Regions from separate parts of the Sus scrofa genome. Here region 1 is linked to region 2. The links are chromatin contacts, called in public HiChIP or PLAC-seq maps. All regions are on one chromosome and are shown on one strand. Each heading gives the region's core, a stretch centred on a gene start, on an enhancer-like site or on the middle of the called end of the contact. The rest is flanking DNA. Distances are from core to core; before and after follow the strand shown.

What was found. HiChIP or PLAC-seq counts read pairs in DNA pulled down with a chosen protein or histone mark.
Region 1: a contact with region 2 is called in an H3K27ac HiChIP or PLAC-seq map of skeletal muscle. The contact joins the enhancer-like site here to the promoter of CAB39 in region 2. A contact is called at or near these places in 2 of 5 promoter capture datasets (fetal liver and liver), 11 of 47 Hi-C or Micro-C datasets (alveolar macrophages, blood, fetal skeletal muscle and 4 more) and 2 of 2 datasets of contacts at active chromatin or transcription factors (alveolar macrophages and skeletal muscle).

The regions. Positions count from the first base shown.
Region 1 is chr15:131,540,741-131,547,928 of Sscrofa11.1, reverse strand. The region is part of intron 2 of CAB39 (calcium-binding protein 39); the gene reads right to left. Among named protein-coding and RNA genes, the nearest start is that of CAB39, 52 kb to the right of the region's middle. Within about 2 kb of position 4,793, at least 14 of the 83 cell types and tissues checked have an H3K27ac peak or open chromatin away from gene starts, as enhancers often do. A contact at or near this core is called in alveolar macrophages, fetal skeletal muscle and skeletal muscle, where this site is marked.
Region 2 is chr15:131,489,201-131,495,927 of Sscrofa11.1, reverse strand. It overlaps CAB39 (calcium-binding protein 39), which reads right to left and starts at 3,353. Exons shown (of 9, transcript XM_021075733.1): 1 at 2,975-3,353.

The DNA.
Region 1 (7,188 bases), core at 3,544-6,043, 51 kb before region 2:
GGCAAACTATGACATTTAGAATGGATCAACAACCAAGTCCTACTGTAGAGCACAGGGAACTATATATCCAGTCTCTTGGGACAGACCGTGAGAGATAATATAAGAAAGGGAATATATATGTATATATATATATATATATGACCAGGTCACTTTCCTATACAACAGAAATTGGCACAATATTGTAAATCTACTATGCTTTGATAAGAAATTTAAAAAAAAAACTTGCATTAAACCCAGTCTACCCACAGTACCTGTCCCTCTACTCTTTTACCATCATCAATAGCAACCACTCAGATACAAAATATTACAATTTTGGAAGACCAGAGGAGCTACTCACTCACCCATGAGGTCACGTCACTCAAGTGCTCACAGCCCTTATCACCCGACTCCTCTTCTGGACCCATCCAGGCCCAACTACTCGGTAGACCCCAAGGTGGCCTCATGATAGGAGGTAAAAAGTGACAAGGCATCTCCTCACAGATGGAGGTGCAGAGTCTATCTGGAGAAGTACAAGACTGGGTCTGCCTCCCATTTAGCCCCCAATTTTTAAAGATTAAGTTACTTGTTAAGCCTAATTTATTAATACATAAAGCACACTTAAATGGAGCAAGACTAAAATGATTAAAGTGCAGACATGGCTGCTTTAGAAACTAAAAGGCTAATAACCTTAGAAGATATTCTACTTTATAACAATATTAACAAAATGATAAGGTATCGTTCCCCACCTATCGGCAGCAAAGACTTCTAGAAAATATACTGGTAGTGGAAAAATAAATTGATACAACTTTGTTGGAGGGTGATTTAGTAAAACATTATCAAAAAGCTTTAAAAGGGGCAATCCTTCTGAATCACCCATTATACTTCTAGGGAATTTACCCTGGGGAAATAAGACAATTACACAAAGACCTAAATACCAGCAGTGTCATTTACAATAGAAAAGGATTAGAAGCACGTAATCTCACTGAACTGGTTAAATCACGGTGTCCCCATAAAATGGGAGATCACGGCAAGCTTTAAAAACAAGTAGATCTACACTGACGTGCAGAGATGTTTACACTAAAATTAAAAAACAAACACTAAAACCAAAACTGGGTTCTAGAGTAGCATACTCCTGTGTTCAGGACCTTAACTGCCGCAGGAAGAGGGAGAGAGCTGGAGTATGAAAGAGGGTCTGTGGGGACCCCCACTATCTTAACAGTAGTCATTTCTTGTGGTAGTGGAGTTAGGATGAGCTTTAGTTTTCCAGTTACAGCACTCGGTTGAATTTTCTGAATTTCTGGAATGAACACATACTAGAACGTATTGCTTCATAGAGATATAAATATAGAAATCAATGAAAACTATTAGGCTTAGTAAAGGAAGCACCGATCTCTCGTCTACACAAATGAACCTACACACCCACATTCCCAAGAGTGCTTACACAAAGAGAAGGAAGGAGCTTGGCAAATTTCAGCCCCTTCTCCCCTCACCAAAGGAATTCAAATGAACAGGACTTTGGCAAATAGATACTGAAGAAAAAGAATGTCATGACTCTAAGGTTTTTTGCCAGAAAGGCGACATTTCTTAAAACAGTCAGTCAGAAGAGAAAGGCCAATTCTGGGGCAGAGAAAATGAATTTTGAATCGAATACGTTAAGTCTGAGGTGATGCCTCAGTATGAAATCAAAGTATCTTAAGAGCTGCAAGAGATGGCAGAGGACAGCGAACTCAGTGGTTTTTAAATGCTTTGGGGGCCACTGACGTCATACCCCCTAATCCTGCTGCCACCGTTTTTCAAAATAAAGATCCTGTGTAGAATCCCATTGTACAAACAAGGAGAAGGAAAAGCTGAAAAAATGGATGAAGGGAAAAAGAGCACCTGAAACCATGGCCTACCAGCTTCTCCAGAGCACCCTTTGCACGCATGCGGAACATTAAGTTTAAAAAAGCAAAACAATGGAGTTCCCGTGGTGGCGCAGTGGTTAACGAATCCGACTAGGAACCATGAGGTTGCGGGTTCGGTCCCTGCCCTTGCTCAGTGGGTTAAAGATCCGGCGTTGCCGTGAGCTGTGGTGTAGGTCGCAGACGCGGCTCGGATCCCGCATTGCTGTGGCTCTGGCGTAGGCCAGTGGCTACAGCTCCGATTAGACCCCTAGCCTGGGAACCTCCATATGCCGTGAGAGCGGCCCAAGAAATGGCAAAAAGACAAAAAAAAAAAGAAAAAAAAAAGAAAATAAAAAAGCAAAACAAGGAGCTCCCTTGTGGCACAGTGAGTTAAGGACCCAGCATTGCCACCACAGTGGCTCAGATCACTGCTATGGCATGGGTTCAATGCTTGGCCTGGGAACATCCACATGCTGCGGGCATGGGAAAAAAAAAAAAAAAGGCAAAACAAGAATACTAATCATCTATGAAAAAGAATGAAATAATGCCATTTGCAGCAACATGGATGGACGCAGAGATTACCATAGTAAGTAACGTACGTTAGACAAAGACAAATGTCATATATCCCTCATATGTGGACTCTACAAAAATGATCAAATGAATCTATTTACAAAACAGAAACAAAACTTTATTTGTAACTTTATTTACAAAACCTCGGTCAGTTTACTGACTCGTGCTCTGGAAAATATCTGATGGGTAGAAGTGTAGGCCAAAGGATACAGGAACCTGGAGTTAACTGTGGATACTCACCAAATTCTCTCAATCCTCCCTTAAAATCTAGTCTCATATCTTGCTTCTTTCTCCTCCTGACTCTTAAGCTTTCATTGTCATCAGTGTCCTCTTACTAAGTTAATTTTCTTCTGTCACAGCCATCTTTCCAACACTTCGAATCTCACCCCACCTCTGACTTTGAAACATTGCTGGTGGGAATGTAAAATGGTACAGCAACTGGGGAAAGAGGTTGGTGGCTTCTTATAAAACAAAATATGTGCTTACCATATGACCCAAGAATTGCATTCTTGGGCATCTGTCCCAGAGAGAGGAAAACTTATGTTCACCCAAAACCTGTATGAAAATGTTAACAGCAGCTTTATCTGTAATAGCCCAAACCAGAAACTGTCTAGATGTCCTTCAGTAGGTCAATGATTAAACATTCACCCCCTTCACTTACTATGGGACACTCACAGACAATCAAAAGGAATAACTGATACAACTACTGGCATGGATTTCATGGGAATTAAGTGGAGTGGGGAAAAAAAAACCAAACCATCTGAAAAGGTTACATACTACATGATTCTATTTATAAAACATTCTTGAAATAACAAAATTAAGGACTGGGAAGACAGATTAGTGGCTGGCAGCAAGGGTTAGGGATGGGGAGAGGAGATGGGTGTGGCCATAAAGGAATAGCAAGGGGAGGGCCTTGTGGTTATGGGAACAGTTATGTATCTTGATTGAGGCAGTGGCTATGCATGTGATAAAACTGCACAGAGCTACACACAAATATTCACAAAACTGTAAAATTGGTGAAATGTGAATAAGGCCTGTGGACTATACCAACATCAATTTCCTGGTGTTGCTAGTGTATATGGTTAAGTGAGAAGTTACCACTGGGGGAAGCTGGAGAAGGGGTACACCGCATCCCTCTATACAACTTCCTATGAATTAAAGTTGTTTCAAAATAAAGATGTAAAACAAAGCAGACCAACAACAAAAACAACAGATTTCTTCAGCTCCCTCAGTCTATCTTTAGCAAGGCCCTTTTCAACCTACCACAATCCACATCTCTAGCTTCACCTCCGCCCATTTTCCTCTGGTCACCCTAAACCTGTCACTGTTTTCTAGACACGCCATCCTTTAAGCTGTTTCACATTCTGTTCCCCTCTCTTGCTCTCTGCCTGCCAAACACCTTTAAACCAGTTCAAATGTCACCTAATGCTATCTCGTACCTGCCTCTGACAGAGGTGATAACTGCTTTATCTTCTCGTTTCCCACAGGATCCACTCAGAGCCGCAAGTATCTCTACACTATGTTCTATTATCCCGCACAATCCATTTCCTCTACTAGCTTATAAACGCCTCAGAAAAAGGGGCAAAATTTGATCCATGTGCCCATCTATGTGCTCACACGTGAGGGCACTAAAATGTCTGTGGATTCAATCCAGTTGGGAATCTTTTGCAAAACAGGACAATGGAAGTGATGACAGTAATTACTTGCGCTGTCATCTTTTACAAAATCTGTCCTGTAACCACAGTGAGTATGGAACTCGGCATAAGGAAACATAACTCAGATGGGGATCACTGTTTAAAAAGTCATCTTTTTAGAAACAAATTTGAAATGATCTATTGAGCAGGTCAAGTTTATTATAATTTACATTTAACTAGTTACTACTATTAAGAAAGGCCTCAAAGAACCCCAGATTTTTTTTGAGGGGGAGGGGCTTAAATCATTTCTTATCCTGTCTTATATTTTTTCTTTTTTTGAGTTTCTTTATACCGACTCTTTAGCAATCATTTAAAAAATCATTTTAAACACGTGTCCTCTAAATATATACCAATCTATATTTACTGCCTTAAGTACCCACTCATTCTCAGAAAGGGATTTACTGGATCACCTCTGCAAAAAGGAAGTTCTTAAAGTAAATTCAGATAAAGGATGTGAGATGGAATCTAAAAGTAAAAAGAAATATTGCTAGTGTCAAACACTTAATGAGACCAATTCTATTATCATATGAATTTCTAAATTAAAAAAAATCCTACACACATATGTGCCTCTTTACTAAAAGAAAATGTCTGAGTTTACGAAGCTGAGAGATCATGGACTAAGAAAAACCTATTAATAACCCTCTGGTGTCAAAGATTACTCGAAACAACTTTAGTAACCATGAGTCACTGTTAAATGGCTATGCTATGAAAAGGCTACTCCCTTCCCCCCTCTTAAACATGCCAGCAAACTTATTCCTCTCCTGAAATGAGTGAATATAGCTATTCAAGACTGTGAACACATGTATTCACAGTGATGAAGGGACCAAGTATAAGCTGAGCAAGGCAGCTATACCGTCTTTATATAGCACGGAGTGGGCAGCGAGTGTGTAAACAATCATTATGCATGCCAGATCTGTGTGGCTGTTAGCAATGAAAGAACAAATTCCACTCCACCCCCCTCCCATGCCCCAGGTACCTAAAAATAAGGATGGTAAGATAAGCCATTTCTTGCAAAAGGTGTAAGGAAAGTAGTTCTCAAATCCTCTTTAAAAGGTATGGCATAGTTCCTAAGGGGGTAATTCATTCGTATTACAGACGATTCTCAATACCTATAGAATTGCCACAGACAATTCTTAATATGGCAACTGTGTAACATACAGAACAAGCAAAAACACCAACACACCACAAAGACGGAAATAAACATTCAAATGCTGTATTTATCATTTTGTCTCTTAGATCACAAGAAATGAATGAGAAAATAGCCATGTACATATGAATAAAGCAGAAACTGACAAAATTCTACCATGGGTTTGGAATTGTTAGGAGTGAATACCATCTGACTTTACTGTAACGGGTGTCCTAGGAAACAACAGCTTTCTTCATGTGAATCATGAGGACAAGAAACTATTCTACCTCAGTGAGATGGTGGCCTCTTCTCTACAAAGGTACCTTGCAAAACACAGTGTTGTATTACTCTAACGATGGGTTGGTCACACAAAGCTGGAATTCCTTCTATAAGATCTAAGTGGGAGCTCCCATGTGGCTGAGCAGGTTAAAGATCTGGTGTTGTCACTGCAGTGGCTCAAGTCACTATGGTGGCTTGGGTTCAACCCCTGGCCTGGGACCTTCTGCATGCTGCAGGTGTGGCCAAAGAAATAAAGAGAAAGAGACTTCAGTGGTCCCTTGGCCTGCACCAATACATATCCAGAGACAGGCAATGTCTAAGGAAGCCAACTTCCACTTATCATTTTTCCTAATATCAAGATGAAATTGGACTCCCTGTTTTAGCTCCTCTCACAGGTCTTCATTCCATCTGCTGTCACTCTCTGGACCATGCCCTTCTCTAATATGAGATGATCCCCTAAAAACATTTTACTAAGCGCTCTAGGCTTCAAATTTTCTTTCACTACTTTACACCCCCAGTTCATTCAACTATTTCTCACGGCAGAGCTTTGAATTTCTGTGTCAACCTGGTCACTCTCCTCTCAACATCCTCAAGTATGGACCTCTCTACACAGAGCAGAAGATAACCACTTTGAATTGAAGCAGTGTTTTTCTATTATTGCAAGGTAGGCTTTCAGTAGTCTTTTGGGGGTCTTCATTACATGACCTATTTATTCTCAGGGCAAATAGCTGTGGTTTCTAAGCCTCCTATATCTCGGTTGGCAGGTAGATAGTCTTCTAACTCTCTTCATTGAGTTATAATTAACATACAGCAAAGCACACATATTTAAAATGTACAAGCTGGTAACTCTGTGGACTTATGACAGAGCTCTGAAACCCTCAAGACAGTGAACACATCCACCACCACACCACCACGACTCCTCGGTAGAGCCCTGACACCCCAAGCCCAGTCTAACCCTCCACAAACAAGCCTGTCAAGCCCAAAGCAACCCCTGATCTGCATTCTGTCCTGATGGCAATTCAGAGTTTTGTATTAACAGAATCATGCATTACGTATTCTTTACAGTCTGGCTTCTTTCACTCAACACAATTATTGTGAGATTCTTTCATGCTGTGTATAGCAATAGTTCATTCCTTTTTATTGCTGAGTAAGTATTCCATTCTATGGATGTATCACAACTGTTTTATTCACACACCTGGGCTATTTCCTGTTTGGGATATTACCAATAAAGTTGCTATGAACACTTACGTACAAGTCTTTGTATGGACATAGATTCCTTGTTCTCTCGGGTAAATACCCAGGAGTGAAATAGCTAGATGTTAAGTTTAGCTTGTTAAGGCAACAGCCCAACTGTTTTCCAAAGTGGTTGTATTATTTTATATTTCCACCAGCAGTTCCAGTTGCTCTGCATCGTCATCAACATTCGGTATAGCCAGTATTTTCAATTTTAGGGATTCTGACAGGTGTGCAGCAGTATCTCACCATAGCTTTATTTTGTAATTTCCTAAGACTATCATCTTTTCAAGTGCTTTTCTGAAATTTGTGTATCTTCTTGTCTAAGTGTATATATATATTTATCCATTTTTTACTGGATTGTTTGTTTTCTTATTACATTTTGAGAGTTCTTTATGTATTCTGGATGAAATCTTTATCAAAT
Region 2 (6,727 bases), core at 2,104-4,603:
GTAGGCCGGTGGCTACAGCTCCGATTCGTCCCCTAGCCTGGGAACCTCCATATGCCGCAAGAGCGACCCAAGAAATAGCAAAAAAAAAAAAAAAAATCAAATAATAACATTATAAAACCAAGCTCCATACTTAAACTGGGCTTTCTTAGCTATTCTTTTATATTAACCTTATGAAAATTTATACAGTCTAACTCAACATCTCATTTTTTATATACATATACATATATATATATATATATGATGCCATGAGAAACAGAAACATAGACCTCATTAATACATTTCAGATTATAAAGCACAAAGAAAAAAATGGTTTAAATAAGACCCCGCTAAAGTGATCTGCATTGATTGAAAGAAAAAAGCCCCTTTTGTTACAGCAGCACATTACTTCATGACAAATTCTCTATTTTACTAAAGAAAGACCAATACAAAAACTAAATACATCTATCCTGAATCTCTGTGATGTCATGATCACAGTAGTTAACCTATATGGACAGCCCCAGTATAAAGACTATTTTTAGGGGTGGGGTGCAAAGAGGAGGTACGCCAGGCATGGGAGATACAGCAGCTATGAAAGCAACCTTTCTATAGTGCCTTTTAAAAAATACATCCCCTCATACAGCACACATATGTGACCTCTTCCATATCTGATGACAACACCTCCAAGTAATAAAATCTTTCTTTATTCAATAAGCAACAGGATCCAAATCTTGATCCTGTCAATAAATATACTTCAAACAAGAAAAAGCTTGGAGAAAGCCGTCTACAGCAGTAGATATTAAACATGACTACATTTTGTCTGAGGTAAATAATGCAAACATGTCAGAAAAAAATACACTTAAGAAGCTTCCCTTACACTTGGTTAAAAAAATTTTTATTTATTCATTAAAATTTTTTAGATTTATGTATTCATTTCTGGCCATGGTCCGCAGTGCCATGGTGAGGGATCTCAGTTCCCAGACCAGGGACTGAACCTGGGCTGCAGTGGTGAAAGTGCCCAATCCTAATCACTAGACCACCAGGGAACTCCCCTAAAAACCTTTTATATGGAGATATTTAATGACAAAAAAAGGAAAGCCTAATAGAAGATATATACTTTATAGATGACTTCATTAAGAGAAAAATAACATAAGAAGACTGAAAAGGAAATACGAAAAAATGTTAACAGTAACAAAATCTAAGTGGTAAGATTACAGCTAAGATAATTTTTTAAAATTCTATGTACTTCCTGCATTCTACAAGCCTTTTCACCTGAGAGAAGTTGACATTCACTTGTCATATGAGCAAACAACAAAGTTCTTACAAAACCAAAAAGGTTCTAAGCTGCTTCCATAGATCATATTTCTAAACTTCAAATACAGCTGCTAATTATTTGCTAGTGATATGGGTGAAAAAAAAGAAACAAAGTAAAGCCTCAGATTTTCACCTCTGGCTCGCCTATAAGAATTTTCACAACTAAAAACTAATAAAGAAATTTTTACCTAAAAAAAGTTCTATGTTACTAATCTTCTGGGATACAAAGTTGGACAGTCTGATTTTTTAAACCATCAACGTAGATGGCCTTACCCAAAAGCCAACTCAAAGAAGTGATGTTCAGCTCAGTAATTCCAAAATGCAGACACCTAATACAGAGCGCTGGAAGTTCTGATGCATTTTAGTGAAGAGCACCAAGAGAAACACCTTACGTGCAGATGAGCTTATTTTATATACATCTTTCCCTCACTTCTTAAGAGCCTAACATCGAATGAAGCTTTGCACAAAAGGTATTTTGCTTAGCCTGGACGTGGATTTATTTGAATATCCGGAAAGCTGTCAAAATCGATCTCAAACTGCATGACGTTCAAGGCACAGAACGTCAGTTCTGTACTGGGCCTCCTTCTCTCCTTTCTTTCATAAGAGCGCCTTTAACATCTCCTAGCTTACATTTCCGGGCCCATGAGTCACTGAGAAATGAGCTCTAAGTTACCCTTAGAATGCCACTCAAATAGCTCCTCTACGGCATTCAAGGATCTGCCCCCCAACTCTTTGGCCTACCCCCCACTGCCCCCCACGACAAACTGCATTATCTACTATTTCCGACTATGCCTTTTTACCTTTGTCCTCTAGCGTTGCTGCTCCTCCAACACACTGCTCCTCTTCTGCAACCCTCCTCTCTCCCAAATCCCATCTGGCCTTCAAGACCCCACTTTGCACAGCCTCGCCCAGGAAGCCTTCAGATTTCTGCTAGGCGGAAGTGATCGATCGGGCCGGTCTTCTCCGGGTACCCTTCTAGCATTTTGTAGTTCTTTCATAGGACTTATCATCTCCTTCCTGGTATCGTAGTCATTTGTGTACTCGCCTTATCACCCACGCCAGAATGTAAGCTCCTCGGGGGAGGGGACCGCGAGCCGGGGTTCACCTTCGAATCCCTCCGGCGCGGACCGACCAGAGCGCCTGCAGGCAGTCAGCGAGCAGGCTGGTTCAACCGACCTCGGGAACGCTCTGGCCGCACAATTCCTAACCAGAAAACAGTTAGGCATCTTCCCGAAATGCAGACCACAGAGATGCTATCTGCCTCCCGATAACAGGAAGTTTACCAGGGGCCAGGAGCAAGGTGGCCGGATCCCTTGCGCGGCGGGAGTGACAGTTGGCCCGGCCCGCACTCGCCTGCCCTCGGGGCTCCGGCCGCGAACGCCCCCATGCCGCCAGCCCCGCCAAAGAACTGCGGAGGGCTTGCAGGAGAGCGTGGCGCCCCGCAGCCCCGGCTGCAGGCCCCTGGGCGCCGAGCCGGCGAGGACGACGAGGGGGGTAGGCTCCGCGAGGGGCCCGGGCCGGGCGGAGAGGGCAGACCGGGCCGCTCCCGCCGATACCGGGCCGGGGCCGCCTCCACCACCCGAGAAAATGGAGGCAGCCCCGGGCCGGTGACGGGCCGGGCAGGGCAGGCGGAAGCCGGGCGGGCGTCCACGCCGCGAGCTGGGTCGGGCCGGGGGTCACTCACGGAGCTGGGCCGGGCGGCTCCCTCTCAGCCTCCGCGTCGTCGCCGTCCCCGTCCTCGGCCGCCGACGCCTCGGGCTGCTCGCTCGGTCCCCGCGGCGCGGCTCGGCCGCTCGGCCCCTCCGTTGTCTTCCGCCCGCTCCTGCTCCCAGCGACAGGATCCCGCGGCGGCGGCGGCGGCTGCGCGGGCGGACGGCGGCCCAGGGGCTCCCGCGGCGGCCGCCGCACTGCTGCGCTCGCTCGCTCTCTTGGGCTGCGGCTACGGCTCTGCTGCGGGGCCCCGCGCCGCCTTCACCCTCGCTTTCGCCCGGCTCCCGGAGGCTCAGTCTCTCCCAGGCCGCGCCGCTCCCCGCTCCCGGCCCGAGCCCGGCTTTGACGTGCGCACTGCGCAGCCGCCGAGGGCGCGACGTCGGGCGGCGCCGCAACGCCCCCTTCAGCCTCGGGCGCCCCCAGGCGGCTGGGCGGACTCGGGCGTAGGAGTCCGCGCTGAGGCCTGAGGCGGAGGCGGCTGGGGGAAAGCGGAAGCAGAGGGGAAGAGTTCCTCTCCTTTCACCTGCCACTGAAGTGTTGGTGCCCAGCCGCTTCTCTGCCTCAGCGCTCTTGCCAGAGGGATCCTAAATCCACTTTGTGCGACCACTTCCTGAACTCTTAACAAAGCTTCGTTTCGGCTAAAGGCCAGGGACCAAGTTGTGCAGATTGATTCCTTCATACTTGCCAGAGACGGATCACTCTCATTTTAACATCCTCCAAGAGAGCGTAGAAAGTGATAGAATGATCACTCTTAATAGGATTCAAAGCCTGGATTTAAACCTCAACTCCACCATTCAGTCACCATAGGCTATTGCCTGACTCCATTCCTATGTTCTTCCACTCTCTCTCTCTCTCTCACACACACACACACACATGCACAAATATAAGAGTACATACAGTACCATAAGTTTATGAGGATGAACGAGACAATGCATTGCAAAGCTCTGACAACAGACTCTGGTACATGAACATGCCACACGTGTACATTTTTGTTTCTTTAATTTGCAATCGAACAGGTGTTCTTGAGTATCTGCTGTGTGCCAGGCACTCTTCTAGATAGTGGAGCAGTGAACAAAAGAGACCCTGCTCCTGAGACAATAAATAAATAAACAGACATATGTATGACATTAGATGCTTTTCAGTGTTATGGAAATTGGGCTAAGGAGGGGAGAGAGTGCAGGCTATTGCTGTTTACAGCGCTCCTGCTGTGAGATATGTGTATGGAAAGGCAGAGGGAACAGCCAGGACAAAGCCCCTCAGGTGGGATACCTTGCAGCAAAACATGACCCCTGGGAAAGGGGAGTGGATGGAGATGAGGGAAGAGGGGAGACCCTATAGGCTAAAGTGAGGACTTTGGCTTTTACTCTGAATGAGATGGGGAGCTGTTTGGAGGGGTTTGAGCAGAGAAAGGATGTGGTCTAATATTTCAAAAGGATAACTCTGATTGCGGTGTGAAGACCAGCCTGAGCGGCCTGAGGGCTTCAGCCAGGACATCAGTTAGAAGTCTTCTGAAATAATCTGGTGATAAGAAGACTGGCAAGACCCAGGATGAAAGCAGTGGAAGCCTAAAGAAGTGGTCAGGTTCTAGACACATTTAAAAGGTAGAGCTGACCTGATGTTGCTGGTCTCTGAGGGGTTTTTTGGTTTGTTTGTTTTCTCAAGCAACTGGAAGATAAAAATTTGGTGAAATGAAGAAGACTCATACAGAAACAGATACAGGAGTTGCTCAGAAATACACTTGGAGGCATATTAAGCTTAAGCTGCCTGTTAGACACCCAAGTAGGAAGCTCACTGTGGAAGTCTGGGGTTTGGGGGAGAGGTCTGGGCTGGAGATAGAGTTGGGGGAGTCTTCAGAGTAAGTAAGATCTCAGGACTCAATGAGATCATTTAGGGAGAGAGTGTTGATAAAAGACAAGGCAAGGATGAGCCAGGGCCCCCAACATTGAAAAGTCAGGTTGATGACAAGGGACCAGCAAAGGATCCTGAGAGGAGCCAGGGTGGCTGGAGGATCTTTATGTGCTGGAAGACGAGTGATAGAAGATGGATCCATGCCTCCAACAGCAGCTCATAGTTCAAGGAAGGTAAGTACTGGTGATTGGTCATTGGTGTCAGTGCCATAGAGGCAACTAGTGGCCTTGGTAAGAGCTATTTCAGCAGAGGTGAGTGGGAAAGCTTGACCAGAGTAGCCTCTAGGAAGAATGAGGCTGTAGAAAGAGGGACCATGAGTGTAAACAACTTTTCTTGACGCTTTGCTGTAAAGGGGAGCAGAGAAATGGGGTGGTAGCTGGAGGGAAATGTGGAGTCAAAACAGATTTTTTTTTTTTTTTTTGCTTTATTTCAGTTTTTGAGAATGAAGCTGTTAGAGCCACCTTAGTTTGCTGATGGGAGTATTCAGTAGTGAGGGAAAATTTGAGGATGACTAGAGCGGGGGTGGGGGCATGTTCTGAAGAGTTATCTTTGAGGGAGCAAGAAGAGAAGGTTGCAGCGCACAGTGGAGGAGTCTGACCTTGGAGACCAGCAAGGTCAAGTTCACTCACCCTAACAGAAGGCCAGCAGCTGCATGGATGAGGGGCTAGAACAGGTGCAGTTCCCTTTGAGGGCTTCTCTTTGCGCAGGGAAACAGGAAGTGAGGTCATCAGCTCAGAGTGTGGAGGGCGAGGAGAAGGGGTAAGGGCCAGTCAGCAGGGTTAGTCTGTGTTTCTCAGAGGCCACATTCTGCTGGGAAGGTGCAAGCCCAGGACAGTGAGGGCTTGGATTCATCCAGGCTTATTTTTGTTTGATAATCCATGAAGAGAAAAAAGGGAAAGAAAGGAGGATATATACAAGGAAGTAGTAATAACAATGGCCGCCCGTGGCCTCCAAGCCAGATGGGAGAGCGTGAGGGATGGGGGGAGCAGTGGGAGGGCAGAGACCCCGCGAAAGTGGTAGTGGGATCTACGGAATGACACGTGAAAGGACCGTAAAATCAGGACAGTGGGCAGAGTGAGCCGGAAAGGAGGCGATGCTGGTGGGAGAGCCAGATTGCCTCCCCAGAGATCATGCAAGGGGCAGTTTCCAGCAAATGACAAGGCCTGGAGTTTCCATCATGGCGCAGTGGTTAACGAATCCCACTAGGAACCATGGGGTTGCAGGTTCGATCCCTGGCCATGCTCAGTGGGTTGATGATCCGGCGTTGTCGTGAGCTGCGGTGTAGGTCGCAGACGCGGCTCGGATCCCGAGTTGCTGTGGCTCTGGCGTAGGCTGCAGCTACAGCTCCGATTCAGCCCCTAGCCTGGGAACCTCCATATGCCGTGGGAAGCGGCCCTAGAAAAGGCAAAAAGACCAAAAAAAAAAAAAAAAAAAAAAAAGAATGACAAGGCCCATCCCCGTACATAGCCTGAGGGTCGTGTTGAAATGGAGATATTGAGTCTATCGGTCTAAGCCTATGATTCTGCATTTCTAACAGGTGGGCAGGAGGATGCCGATTATTCTGGTTATGACCTTGATATAGCAAACCTCAGTAAATGCGACACACACACGAAAACTAGACTAATCTTGCTAGTGAATAAGTATGTATATGAAAAATCTAAGTTAAAAGTATGAGATGTGAGTGAAATAATAGCATGTTAAAAGTCAAGTTCATTCCATCCAAGGACCATTGATCTCAAACATATTAGAAGCTATTAGAAAAACCATAGCTCTCTAGGCTCAGGGAGAAATCAGCTGATGAAAAGTCCTGAACAAAAAC